Linked DNA regions of Mus musculus: regions 1, 2 and 3 are each linked to region 4. A link is a contact called in public Micro-C and promoter capture Hi-C data. All regions are on one chromosome and are shown on one strand. The core of a region is the stretch at or near the end of the contact, and the rest is flanking DNA. Distances in the headings are between cores, read along the strand shown.

What was found. Promoter capture Hi-C pulls out the DNA fragments that hold promoters and counts their contacts. A called contact is a pair of places that touch in the nucleus more often than the background predicts.
Region 1: a contact with region 4 is called in a Micro-C map of embryonic stem cells, with 3 times the contacts expected there. The contact joins the enhancer-like site here to the promoter of Hoxb8 in region 4. A contact is called at or near these places in 22 of 39 promoter capture datasets (the 3T3-L1 cell line, 3T3-L1-derived adipocytes, the C10 cell line and 14 more), 1 of 15 datasets of contacts at CTCF or cohesin (embryonic stem cells), 13 of 484 Hi-C or Micro-C datasets (B cells, the G1E-ER4 cell line, LSK cells and 6 more), 17 of 115 datasets of contacts at active chromatin or transcription factors (astrocytes, bone marrow-derived macrophages, craniofacial prominence and 11 more) and 4 of 9 other capture datasets (adipose tissue, liver, macrophages and 1 more).
Region 2: a promoter capture Hi-C map of trophoblast stem cells shows a contact between it and region 4, with 4 times the contacts expected there. The contact joins the enhancer-like site here to the promoter of Hoxb8 in region 4. A contact is called at or near these places in 25 of 39 promoter capture datasets (the 3T3-L1 cell line, 3T3-L1-derived adipocytes, the C10 cell line and 15 more), 2 of 484 Hi-C or Micro-C datasets (embryonic fibroblasts and female germline stem cell-derived STRA8 germ cells), 15 of 115 datasets of contacts at active chromatin or transcription factors (T-cell acute lymphoblastic leukemia, bone marrow-derived macrophages, craniofacial prominence and 12 more) and 4 of 9 other capture datasets (adipose tissue, embryonic trunk, liver and 1 more).
Region 3: a promoter capture Hi-C map of embryonic stem cells shows a contact between it and region 4. The contact joins the promoter of B4galnt2 here to the promoter of Hoxb8 in region 4. A contact is called at or near these places in 8 of 39 promoter capture datasets (the 3T3-L1 cell line, cranial neural crest, embryonic stem cells and 5 more), 1 of 115 datasets of contacts at active chromatin or transcription factors (embryonic hindbrain) and 1 of 9 other capture datasets (pancreatic islet).

Annotation. Positions count from the first base shown.
Region 1 is chr11:96,692,219-96,694,918 of GRCm38.p6, forward strand. All of the region lies in intron 4 of Skap1 (src family associated phosphoprotein 1), which reads left to right. Among named protein-coding and RNA genes, the nearest start is that of Snx11, 84 kb to the right of the region's middle. Within about 2 kb of position 1,328, at least 5 of the 459 cell types and tissues checked have an H3K27ac peak or open chromatin away from gene starts, as enhancers often do. A contact at or near this core is called in embryonic stem cells, where this site is marked.
Region 2 is chr11:96,641,158-96,644,096 of GRCm38.p6, forward strand. All of the region lies in intron 4 of Skap1 (src family associated phosphoprotein 1), which reads left to right. Among named protein-coding and RNA genes, the nearest start is that of Gm38960, 100 kb to the left of the region's middle. Within about 2 kb of position 1,489, at least 46 of the 459 cell types and tissues checked have an H3K27ac peak or open chromatin away from gene starts, as enhancers often do. A contact at or near this core is called in T-cell acute lymphoblastic leukemia, embryonic limb bud, hematopoietic stem and progenitor cells and 3 more, where this site is marked.
Region 3 is chr11:95,913,581-95,916,292 of GRCm38.p6, forward strand. B4galnt2 (beta-1,4-N-acetyl-galactosaminyl transferase 2) reads right to left here and starts at 1,291. Exons shown (of 11, transcript NM_008081.3): 1 at 1,240-1,291. The coding sequence starts at 1,250.
Region 4 is chr11:96,280,647-96,283,385 of GRCm38.p6, forward strand. It overlaps Hoxb8 (homeobox B8), which reads left to right and starts at 1,259. Exons shown (of 2, transcript NM_010461.2): 1 at 1,259-2,739. The coding sequence starts at 2,317.

The DNA.
Region 1 (2,700 bases), core at 78-2,577, 410 kb after region 4:
GCGCCATCTTGGAGCGGCGGCCGCACCCGCTCCTCACAGGATAAAGCCTACTTGGGCTCACAGTCTCCCCCATCATAGTGGGGAAGGCACAGCAGAGCTCATGGCAGTGGGGATGCTCAACCCGGTAGAGGAAGAAGCAGAAAACCAAGTCAACAGAGTTGGGCTACCACTCCCAAAGGCCCTCCCTAGAGGCCTAAATCTGCCAGCCAGACCCCCTTTTCTAAAGGCTCCACAATCTCCCCGCCTAACAGCGCCACCATCTGGAAGTCAAATAAGTATACAAACCCACAAGCCCATTTCAAAGTCCTAGCACCAAATAAGGATGGATTTCTAAGTCAAAAATGAAGCTGCATTACAGACACCAGCGCAGTCGTGGTCTAGATGGTGTGGACCCTAGGCCATAAGGCATGTCTACTGACATCCATATGTTCAACTCATTTCCAAGGAACAACTGCAGTTCTGAGGGAATCCAATTATTGTTTCCAAGGAAATAAAGAGCTTTGGAGGTCTTTGACTGCATCAATTATGAAAGTACAGATTTGTTTAGTGACTACAGACTGCGGCATAACTAAGATAACTCATGGCTTCCTTTAATTGACTCTCCTCCTTAAAAAAAAGCGTATCAGAATGCAAATGAGTCACACCGTTCTAGAGAAACTTTAAATCTGTTCTTATTCTACAATAATTCAAAACCCATGCCCTTCAACTAATCAGAACGTGTCAGGGTACCTGGAATAACAGGCAAGGGTTGCATCAAGTTACCCATTCTTTAAACTAAGCCACCTGTGGGCTGGAGAGGTGGCACAGTGGTTAAGAACATTGACTGCTCTTCCTGAGTTCAATCCCCACCAAACCACATGGTGGCTCACAACCATCTGTAATGGGATCGGATGCCCTCTTCTGGTGTGTCCAAAGAGAGCAACAGTGTACTTACATATACATAAAAATCTTTAGGAAAAAAAAAAGATGACCCACTTGCACCTGCTGGACGAAGCTGGGTGCTACCATTTACTTAGCTGTCAGCCTTGGTTTATCGAGGTTACCACAGCTGGAAGCAGAAGGCCTTTGTCCTAAGGTGTGAGAGAAGAGCGTCCCCAGAGGCCACAGATCTCTTCTGTGTTTCTCCTTAAGAAAGTTCTCCATTGTTCTCACAGAAGTTTCACCACTGTGTCTGAATCCAATGCCTTGCCTGGCTTTCTCCACAGTGGAGATGAACTTGAACGATGTAGTGGTTTGAATAGGAATGGCCCCCACAGACTCGCATGTTTGACTGCTTCTTCCCCCATAGGGAGTAGCACTATTAGGAGGTGTGGTCTTGTTAGAGGAAGTGCGTCACTGTGGAGGCGGGACTTTGCGGTCCTATACGCTCAAACTGGGCCTACCCCGACAGTCTTCATTCTTTTGTCTCCGGATCAAGATGTAAAAGTCTCAGTCCCTTCTCCAGCTCCACGTCTGCTTGTGTGACACCGTGCTTCTCCGCCATGATGATAATGGACTAAACCTCTGAACTATAAGCCAGTCCCAGTGAAATGTTTTCCTTTATAAAGAGTTGCCGTGGTCATGGTGTCTTTTCTCAGCAAGAAAACCCTAAGACAGCTGTCCTGTGTTCACCGCCTGCCTTTTGTCAACACTGGGCCTTTTCTCCACAAACACATCCATTGCATTTAAAGCTATCTGTGGAGTGGTTTCTCTGTCTTTGTGTCTCGTGTGTCTATCTAAACCCTTTGATGAGCAAAGCACCATGGCAGAAAAGCATGCTGGACTGGGTGAGAATCCAAGTGGCTAGCCATGGGACCACAGGAGGTAAAACATTACGTGAGTGTAGCACAGAGCAACAGAAGGTCACGGAAAGTCAGCTCTCAGCACCAGAAGATGCACGGTCCTTGCCTGTACCACAGACAGACTACTGTTGGCTGGTTCCCAAAACTTGGCAATAAGGGGAGAAAGTTAACCCAGAAAAACGAGAGACCAAGGATAAGCACAACTGGTCTTGCTAAAGAAGGTCACAGGGGCTGGAGAGATGGCTCAGTGGAACACGGGCTGTTCGTCCAGAGGACTTGTATGTAATTCCCAACAGCTCACAATTGCCTGTAACTCCATCTCCAGGAGGTCTAGTACCCTCTCCTGGCCACTGTGTGTGTGTGCAAGTGTGTATGTGTATATGTGTGTACATTTACATACACACACACATATATATGCATAAATTTTAGTTTAATATTCTTAAGAAAGTATATGTTTTTTGCACAGCTCAGCAGACAGACAGACGCCTTCAGTTAGGGAGTTGGAATGAAGATGGAACCTGACCATTTCCAGTCTTCAAATACCAGATTTTCTCCAGCCTCAGCCAGCCAGATTCCCCAGAAGCTGGCTGTGCACCCTCTTACCTGAAAGCCCCCACCGCCACCCCTGTAGCTCTCGGTCTTTAGGGTTGAGTGGATTTGGTTTCTTTTCAAGGCAATTGAACTTAAATTAAAAGGAAGAAGATCGATGAGAAAAGTCAAGTTGGGGGAAAGCAAAAAACATTATTCCAAAAACTCTTGGTCTTTTCAGGTTGAGTTAGCAAGAGACCAAACCTGCTGCATGTGGTAGGAGTTAGCAAGCACCTGGTTTGTTCTACAAGGGCTGCGCCGTTTTCGTAGGGGAATCAGGTGGCCTCCTACGCCATTAGCCCTGTGCTGTGTGTTACCAGCTGATTTCTCC
Region 2 (2,939 bases), core at 239-2,738, 360 kb after region 4:
TAAAATTGTATTTATAAAAGTGCTGAGCCAGGCAGTGGTGGCGCACGCCTTTAATCCCGGCACTCGGGAGGCAGAGGCAGGCGGATTTCTGAGTTCGAGGCCAGCCTGGTCTACAGAGTGGGTTCCAGGACAGCCAGGGCTACATAGAGAAACCTTGGAAAAAAAAAAGAATAAAAAGTGTGTGCTGCTTTTAGAAAATAATTTAAAGCTGGGTCTTTAGCTCAGTGGTAGAATGCCTGCCTAGCAAGTACAAGGGCTGAAGAAAATTAAAATAAAGAAGCTGGACATGACACTGTATGCTTGTAGTTCTAACGCTTGCTTTGGAAATGGAAACAGGAGGGTCCTCATGTGTCAGTCTAAGCTGCATAGTAAGTTCTGGGCTAGCCTGATCTATGGACCACATAACAAGAGCCTGTCTCAAAACTGATGAAACAAGGGCCAGCAAAGTGGCCCAGTGGGCAAAGCACCTGCCCAGAAACCTGATTTTTTGATCCTGGAAACTCACGTGGGAGGGGAGAACAGCTACCCCATAAGTAAATAAATAATAGACAAATGTGAAAATAGGATCAAAATTTAAAAATCAGAGTGTAGGATAAGCTTTATGAACACTTAAATTACTTTTGGGAAATGGTAAATATCTCTGAAATTCAAGAAGGACAGTTACTGTAGCCAACTGGGGAACTGTCTTCTCTCGTTGTATCCTGTGAGACTCTCAGAGCTGCCAATCATCCCTCGGGCAGGTGCTTCCACAAGAATGAAACTGTCTCCAAGAAGGACCGAGTCAAAGGGTCACACCTCCATCTGTGCCCAAATTCAGAAAGTGAAGGCTACACTCTTTCTCCAGCTCTGGCATAAACAAAGGGCTTTATTCCAAAACTGTGCTTACATTCTTCCTATATGTGCTCAGGGATCCAGAATCAAAGACAAATGAGGGGACTCCTCGTAGCCTCTAGGGAAGCTCTACGGCAGCCAGCGGTTCTCAGCCTTCCTGCGGCTGCGACCCTTTAATACAGTGCCTCGTGTTGTGGTGACCCCCCCCTCAACTGTAAAACTATTTCCATTGCTACTTCATAACTGTAATTTTTCTACTGTTATGAATCACACCGTAAACATCTGATATGCAGGATATCCAATATGTGACACCCCTCCCAAGGGGGTCACGACCCACAGGTTGAGAATCACTGCTCTTCAAGCCCACAATGCTCTTCAGCTCTTTTACTGTGTGCGCACGTGTAATCTTAAACAAACCCCCTGACCCATGTTCTCTGGGGTCACATCTTCCTCTAAGTGCATCTTCCTGGCCGTTGCTAAGCGTTTGGGTTCCCAAGCTTCCTTTAATACATACAACTGCCATCCGCACCAGCTTCCTTTCTTCCCATCCACTTCTGTTGGCTTTAACAGGAAGTCTACTTGCCTGGCCAGGCCCAGCTGTGAGCAGGGGCTTGAGTGAGAGGTATTTATGACCTGACAGGAAGCTGCAGCTAAAGATGAAGCTGACTGGTGGCTGTTAGCAGGAGAAGGAAGTGTTTATGACCCCATCTGCTGGTTTCAATAGGATAGACCTGCCTTTATGGCGTCAGCCTCCCCTTGTGACTTCCTTCCATTTGGGCAGTGATAGCTTATTTCAAGATGTTCCCACCCAACACGCGCTGTTGTCCCCTTTGTTTAGGGGGTGATGAGGAAGGAAAGACTTTGTTTCTGGAATGTGGGGATGGGGCAGTTTTGATGGTTTGTGACTCAAGCTGGAGAAAGGCTTCCTTGGAGCTGACTGTGTGGATCCAGGAAAGCCACCCGCATCCTGCTGCCTCTTTGACTGCTAACTACCATGAGAGCACGGCCATATTAATGCTGGCCGCTGTGGGGCGGTTAGGCTAAGCATTACCAAACCCTGTTTTAACTAGAGTGACGCTGGCTTGACTTCTTGGCCGGTGGGGAGAAAGAATAACTTTCATATAGTTAATTCCTTGCTTCTTAACTTTCATTTACCTTTCATACTTTCCTGCCTCTCAACTTTTTTCTTCTACAGAAAGAAACCCTTGAAGCCAACAGAGGCAGTATCTGCTCAGATCAAAACTCTTATAAACGTAATATAAGCAAGATTAACCCCTTCCTTATAGCCATCCAGGTTAGGAGTGTCTAGAGATGGCAATTCATTTGTGGAAGTGCCCAAAATGTAGGAGTTGTCTTATTACTCAACTGCTCACTCGCCGCTGAAACCTGTGTTTTCTGTATATTAATCAGACTTCCAGTTTACTGCAGAATGACTATCTTTCTTTGGTTTTATTTGTGCTTCCCCTAGGCCCATTAGTACAGATGAAATTTTATATTAAATTGCTCAAATAATCAACACAGTACGTGTAAATCAAAGTCTTTAGCTCCAGTGGCATTATTTGAGTGGGTATCGATGAATCAGTTCAATGTGATTTCTTTCCCCTGTTGCAAAACCAGGATTTCTTTCCTTTTAAAGATCCCATGTCTAAAACATGGTGTTTGCTAAATTTCATTCTCTCTCTCTCTCTCTCTCTCTCTCACACACACACACACACACACACGAGAGAGAGAGAGAGAGAGAGATTCATGAGTTTGTCTGATTTACAGAATAGAAGGGGAAACTTTTTGTTTGAAGTTAAATCACCCCCTACTGAGCTTACGTGTGTCCTTTAGATCCTATCTTCAGCCAGGCAGTGGTGGCGCACGACTTTAATCTCAGCACTAGAGAATCAGAGGCAGGTGGACTTCTGTGTGTACAGAGTAAGCTCTAAGATCCTATCTTCATTTTCACTGGGAGCAGGGAGAGGTTGGAAGGTGAGAGAACAAGGTGGCCTGGGCACCTCCAGCGAACTCCACAGTAATATTTTTAAATGGAAGACACTGCAGTTGAGTTGTATGAATGAGTTTCAGCTCTGTAACTGACTACCTGACGACTGGGAGGTTACAGT
Region 3 (2,712 bases), core at 41-2,540, 370 kb before region 4:
ATCTAAGGGTACAATTCTAGCTCTTTATAAGTGAAGGAAAAACAAAGTCTGGCCCAAAATGTGCCAGCCTTGTGTTCATTAGCATCATTCAAGTTGACTGAGTCTATGAAACAGAAGTCCCAGCTCCTATCTCCTCCCACATGCAGGAAGCAGGAAGCTAGAAAGAATATTGAAGGACTCTGGGATTCCTGAAGCCCTTCCTTAGCAATGCACAGCAGACTCCCAATATCTGCCTTCCTCCACTCTCTCCCTAAATCCTTTGTGGAACAAATGTGTGCTTTAAAAACAAACAAACAACCCCCCCCCCCCCAAACCTGGTCCTGGTGCAGAGTCTGCAAACCGTATACCACTGAGGAACTTCCTCAGCCCCTTTGAAAGTTTTGAGATCAGATCGGATGTCCATCTGGCCTCAGAATTGTGGCCCTCTGCCTTCCAGGTAGTTTAGTAGTAGTGACTGGCCTCTGAGTGTCAGGCAAGCACTTCACCATCAGAGCTACATGCCCCTCCCTTTAACTGCATTTGCTTTTGAAAAAAGAGAGAGAAAGAGAGAGAGAGAGAGAGAGAGAGAGAGAGAGAGAGAGAGAGAGAGAGAGAGAGAAACTTTGAGGAGGTGTGTGTAACACACCAAAATGATTTCTAACTCACACAACTCGTTTCTGATCCTTCTGAGTGTTTTGTAAAACTTAATCGAACACGCCTAAGTTCAGCCTCTTCAGCGTTCCACGGTGTTGTGCGGTGCATTGAGGTACAGCTGAGCCTCTTACTCCTGATGCAACCTTCTGAAACCCATTGGCTCTGTGAGGGCTGCTATAAAACTCTCTGGAAAGGACTCAGGGATCCAGGCTCTTACACTTGCCTAAACCCACATCCTACAGCTGGGTACCAGACTCAGTCAGGTAGGCGCCTGATCCCCGTTCAGCGCACCCGGCACCCCCAAGACACGACCCCACGCTCGGACTTGCCCCCCACCCCCTGGAGATCAACCTCCAAGTCGGATTTTCCCATGGGAAAACCGGTTCCGGGTTTGAGCCGGCGCAGCGTCTGAGACGGGAGAGAGGAGCGGGATGTCTAGCCAGGAAGGCACGCACTGTGCCGGGAGATCCTTGTCACCCACGCGAAGACTCCCCGGGCTCCACCAGCCGGCTGCCTGCTGTCTGAGCACTGCTGGCTGCCGCCGTTACACCTGTTCCTCCCCAACTCCGCGTGCCCACGTTCCTCCGGCCCAGGGACACTCACTACCTGGAAGTCATCGCAGCTCGCTCCAGCCACTTCTGCAGACTGCCTACCGCAGGTCTGGACGCGAGCAGGAATGAGCTGCGAGTCCCAGGGACCGCGCCCGCCTACCTCGCACAACCCCCGCCCAGGCGCTGGACCTTGCCTCGCGTCCAGGATGTGTTCCAACGGTTTTGACACTATTTAAGTTGGTCCACTGTGGCTGTGCGGCGCCAGGAGCCTATGTCCCGGTACATGATCCCTCCGGTGACCAACGCCCAGGCTTTTCCTACTAGAAGAGTTACAGTCAGGTTCTAACGCTTTATTTACTTGTATAAACTATAACAGCCCCGACGACAGTTCTGTGGCTTGATTTTCAGGTGAAGAAATCTAGGCAAGTTGGGGATAATCAGACAGTAAGCAGCGTCTCAACCCACTTTGGTGTATTTTATGTCCTTTGGGTTCGGGGCTAAAAATGCAAGCCATCTCTGCTCACCCCCATTTCTTTGGTGGGCAGGTCTTTTAGAGGGAGATAGAGAGGATTCAGGGTTTTACCCAAACTTCAGGATGAACTAGGTGAAGCTGGAGAAAGTACGATCCCGTGCCACCGCTTTCCTCATCCGGGCAAATGGCTTTCCGCTCTATCTGCTCTCGCTCCAGAGCGGTCCTCCGGGCTTCAAGGCGTGTCCTAGCACGGCCTGGATAACCTGGGCGCTCGCTGCAACCTGCAACCCGCAACCCGGCCCCTGCGCTTCTTTCCAAATTAATTCTCTTTCTCAGCCTCCCCGGGTCATCAAGCTTTTCTGTCCACCCTAGAAAGAAACACAGTTTCGTAGTCCACTCCTAGCTCTCCCTATCATCTCGGGCCCTTCTACAGCTCAAATTTCAGTTCCCTCAAATTCAGCCTTTGTCCTTACCTTTCCCCTAACACTCTACCGCAAATTGTCGTGACAGGAAAACAAAGCCGCATCCGTAGCCCAATCTCTCTTACAATGACCTATCGGACCACATAATGCCTTTTTGCTTGGACGTAGGAAAAAAGCGAATTTCACTCGAAATCGTTCCGCATTTGTGTTTGTGAAACCCTTTTCGAAAGGTGTTGGGGGTGGTTTTCGGGGGGGGGGGGCTCTTCTCCGTTGAGACGAGAATGGGATCCTACTGTTGTTCTGATCCTGCCAAACTGCGTGCATGCGGCTAGTTTCAGGTATGCAGAGGACGGTGTGCAATCGTCTGCTTACACATAGTATACCTTGCCGTGTCCCAGAAAGGAAGTACGGCTAAAAACAAAGTAATCCTAAATATCCAACCGGGTAAGAAAGATATAGTCACTGAGGCAGGAGGATCAGAATCCAGGGTCACCCTTAGTTACACACCAGTTAGATGAATATATAACTCGTAGAATGCAGCGTGGGGGAGGGAGGATCTTTGCCCGCTGTACACCTGACAGGATTGCCATAGAATATACAAGAAACTCAAAAGAAAGAATAAAGCCATTTTTTC
Region 4 (2,739 bases), core at 9-2,508:
AAAATTGACTCTGCCTTTGTTCTAGGACGTTTCTTTCTCCTTCTCTCTGTCTTTCCAGTCAGTTCCCTCAGGAGACCATTGGTTCTGCCTGCCACCCTAAGGTTTGACCCCCCCCACCAGCCATGTGCCAGGTACACAGAGGAGGGCCTGGGCTTGGAGTGGGGCAGCCAGTCATTTCTGGATTTGAGGCCTCAGATCTTCAGGTGCTGGAGGTCCAACTAAAGGCACCCCAACAAGAGAAGAGGGGAAATGGAGACCTTGGTGGCCTTGTTTTTTTCCACTCCAAGGTTAGTGCAGGTGGTCAAATGGCTATGGGGACATATACCAATAACAGGTGCCTTTTAAACCCACACCTTTGTGTTGGGCACGGGAGAGCATAAGACAGCAGTAACCAAGGCCTTGGTACCCAGCCTTAGTCTCCACTACCCTTACCTCTTTTGCTGTGTGGATGAAGAGGTCACTATCTATACCTGGAAGGCTTGTGTGTAGAAGGAATGGGTGGTTGGCCCCAGAAAGCTGGGTGTCAGTGGGGCTTGGTTTCTGAATGCCAAGGCCCGGGGCACAGGTTTACAGCCACACGAGATATCATCCTTTGATATCACTGGACCTTTCCCTCTAAAGTGGCCAAAGCACCTCCAGAAGACCCCCCCCTTTCTCTTGCAGCTCCCCCCAACCACCAGCAGGTAAAGCTCCTGTAAATGGCAGAATTGGCAGCCGCCTGCAGAACTTTGTTCCACCTTAGCACTGCCCATTAACCAGAAAGTTTCTTCTTCCTCTCTCAGGCCCTCTCAGACTCCCTTTCCACAGAAAATCTCGCGTGTTTGCTTAATGAGGGAAAGTTATGTGCGTGACCTAGGTGAGGACAGATCTCGGGGTGGTTTGGGGTCTCATAAGAGCCAGTGGGGTCAGGTGTGTCTGCAAGGGAGAAAATCTCGGGGAAAGTCACCGTTTGTGCCGAAAGGGAAAAAAAAATCCACAGCAACCCATAATCGGTCTCATTTCAGCTAAGTCACCCCCACCGTGCTTCAGTCGGGCGGCGGGGGCGATCGAAGCTGCAGTTTTATAGCTGTAGAGGAAAGAACTCGTAAAATGCTAACAGCTTTTATGCGCTGCAGCATAAACAACAACAGACTCCGGCTTTATTGCGTTTTATAGTTTGTTAAAGAGTTTACAGCCGTTTTTTTGGGGGCTGGTTACCCAGCCAATTCCCTCCACACGATAGTTAAACCTTTATCAATAATAAGGAAATTGATCATTAAAGCTTTAAATATGACTACCTCGTTTGTTTGAAAATATGTTTAGGAGAGGAAGCTGTATGATTTGATAACTTGTATTAAAATACCAATTACATTTATAGGACCTTTTAAAACTCGGTGCAATTAAACCGTGTTCTTTTACATTTTTCCGAAGCGACCCTGACATTTAGAAAGACTCCAATTGCCTCGTTAAAATCGCGAAATTAACAGCGTGCCTACGCCAGGCTCAGCGTTGTGGATGTGTGTGTATGGTGTTTTTCCGTGACTCCCCCACATCAGTCTTTGGGGGTGGTCTGCGAAGGTATTTGATTTGTTGTGAGGCAAGAGATATCTCATTAATGTAGGTAGTTAAACAGATTTAATCCGTATTCGTTCTCTCTCTCTCCCCCCTCCCTCTCCCCCCCTCTCCCCCTCTTTCTCCCTGGGTGTTTTTTTCTCTTCCCCTCCTTTTTTTCTGCCCTCTCCTCACTCCCTGGCGCTCTCTCGCTCTAGCTCTCTCTCGCACTCGCTCTCTCTCGCTCTCACCCTCGCTCTGCGTTCTGTCCGGGAGGAGTACCCAGAAGCCAATAGGATGCGGGGTCTCTAATGGATGCAAATGATGGTGAAAAGACGGGGCAAAATATGAAACAACTCATTTGGAGGGAAGTAAATCACCGAAAACTGTTTATGAACTGGCATCCCTTCTTCGAAATGTAAAGCGAGGACCTCTTTAAGTGGCGGTATATTTTTGTTTGGGGGGTGGGGGGTGGGGGGAGGGCGAGCGAGCCGCGGCTGCCATGCAGGCTTAGACTTTTGCAGGCTTCGCTCTTCTATTCCTGGAAATCACAAAAAGTGTGGCGGCTTTGAGATCTTCTTCGTCTTTTCTTTCTTTTCCTTCCTTCCTTCTTTTTTTTCCCCTCCTCCCTTTTCCTCTCCTTTCCTGGCGAGGGTGACTAGGAGCCGGCGAATCCGCGTTTTTTTTTCTCTCTCTCTCCCTCCCTTTTCCCCCTCCCCACCCCCTCCCCAACAGCCCCCAACTACAGCCTGCGCCGCCGCCGCCGCCGCCTCAAAATTCAATAAAATGAGCTCTTATTTCGTCAACTCACTGTTCTCCAAATACAAAACCGGGGAGTCCCTGCGCCCCAATTATTATGACTGCGGCTTCGCCCAGGACCTGGGCGGCCGACCCACCGTGGTGTACGGTCCCAGCAGCGGCGGCAGCTTCCAGCACCCTTCGCAAATCCAGGAGTTCTACCACGGGCCATCGTCGCTGTCCACAGCTCCCTACCAGCAGAACCCGTGCGCCGTGGCGTGCCACGGCGACCCCGGCAACTTCTACGGCTACGACCCTCTGCAGCGCCAGAGCCTGTTCGGTGCGCAGGATCCAGACCTGGTGCAGTACGCAGACTGCAAGCTCGCGGCAGCCAGCGGCCTGGGCGAGGAGGCCGAGGGGTCTGAGCAGAGCCCGTCGCCCACACAGCTCTTTCCCTGGATGCGCCCTCAA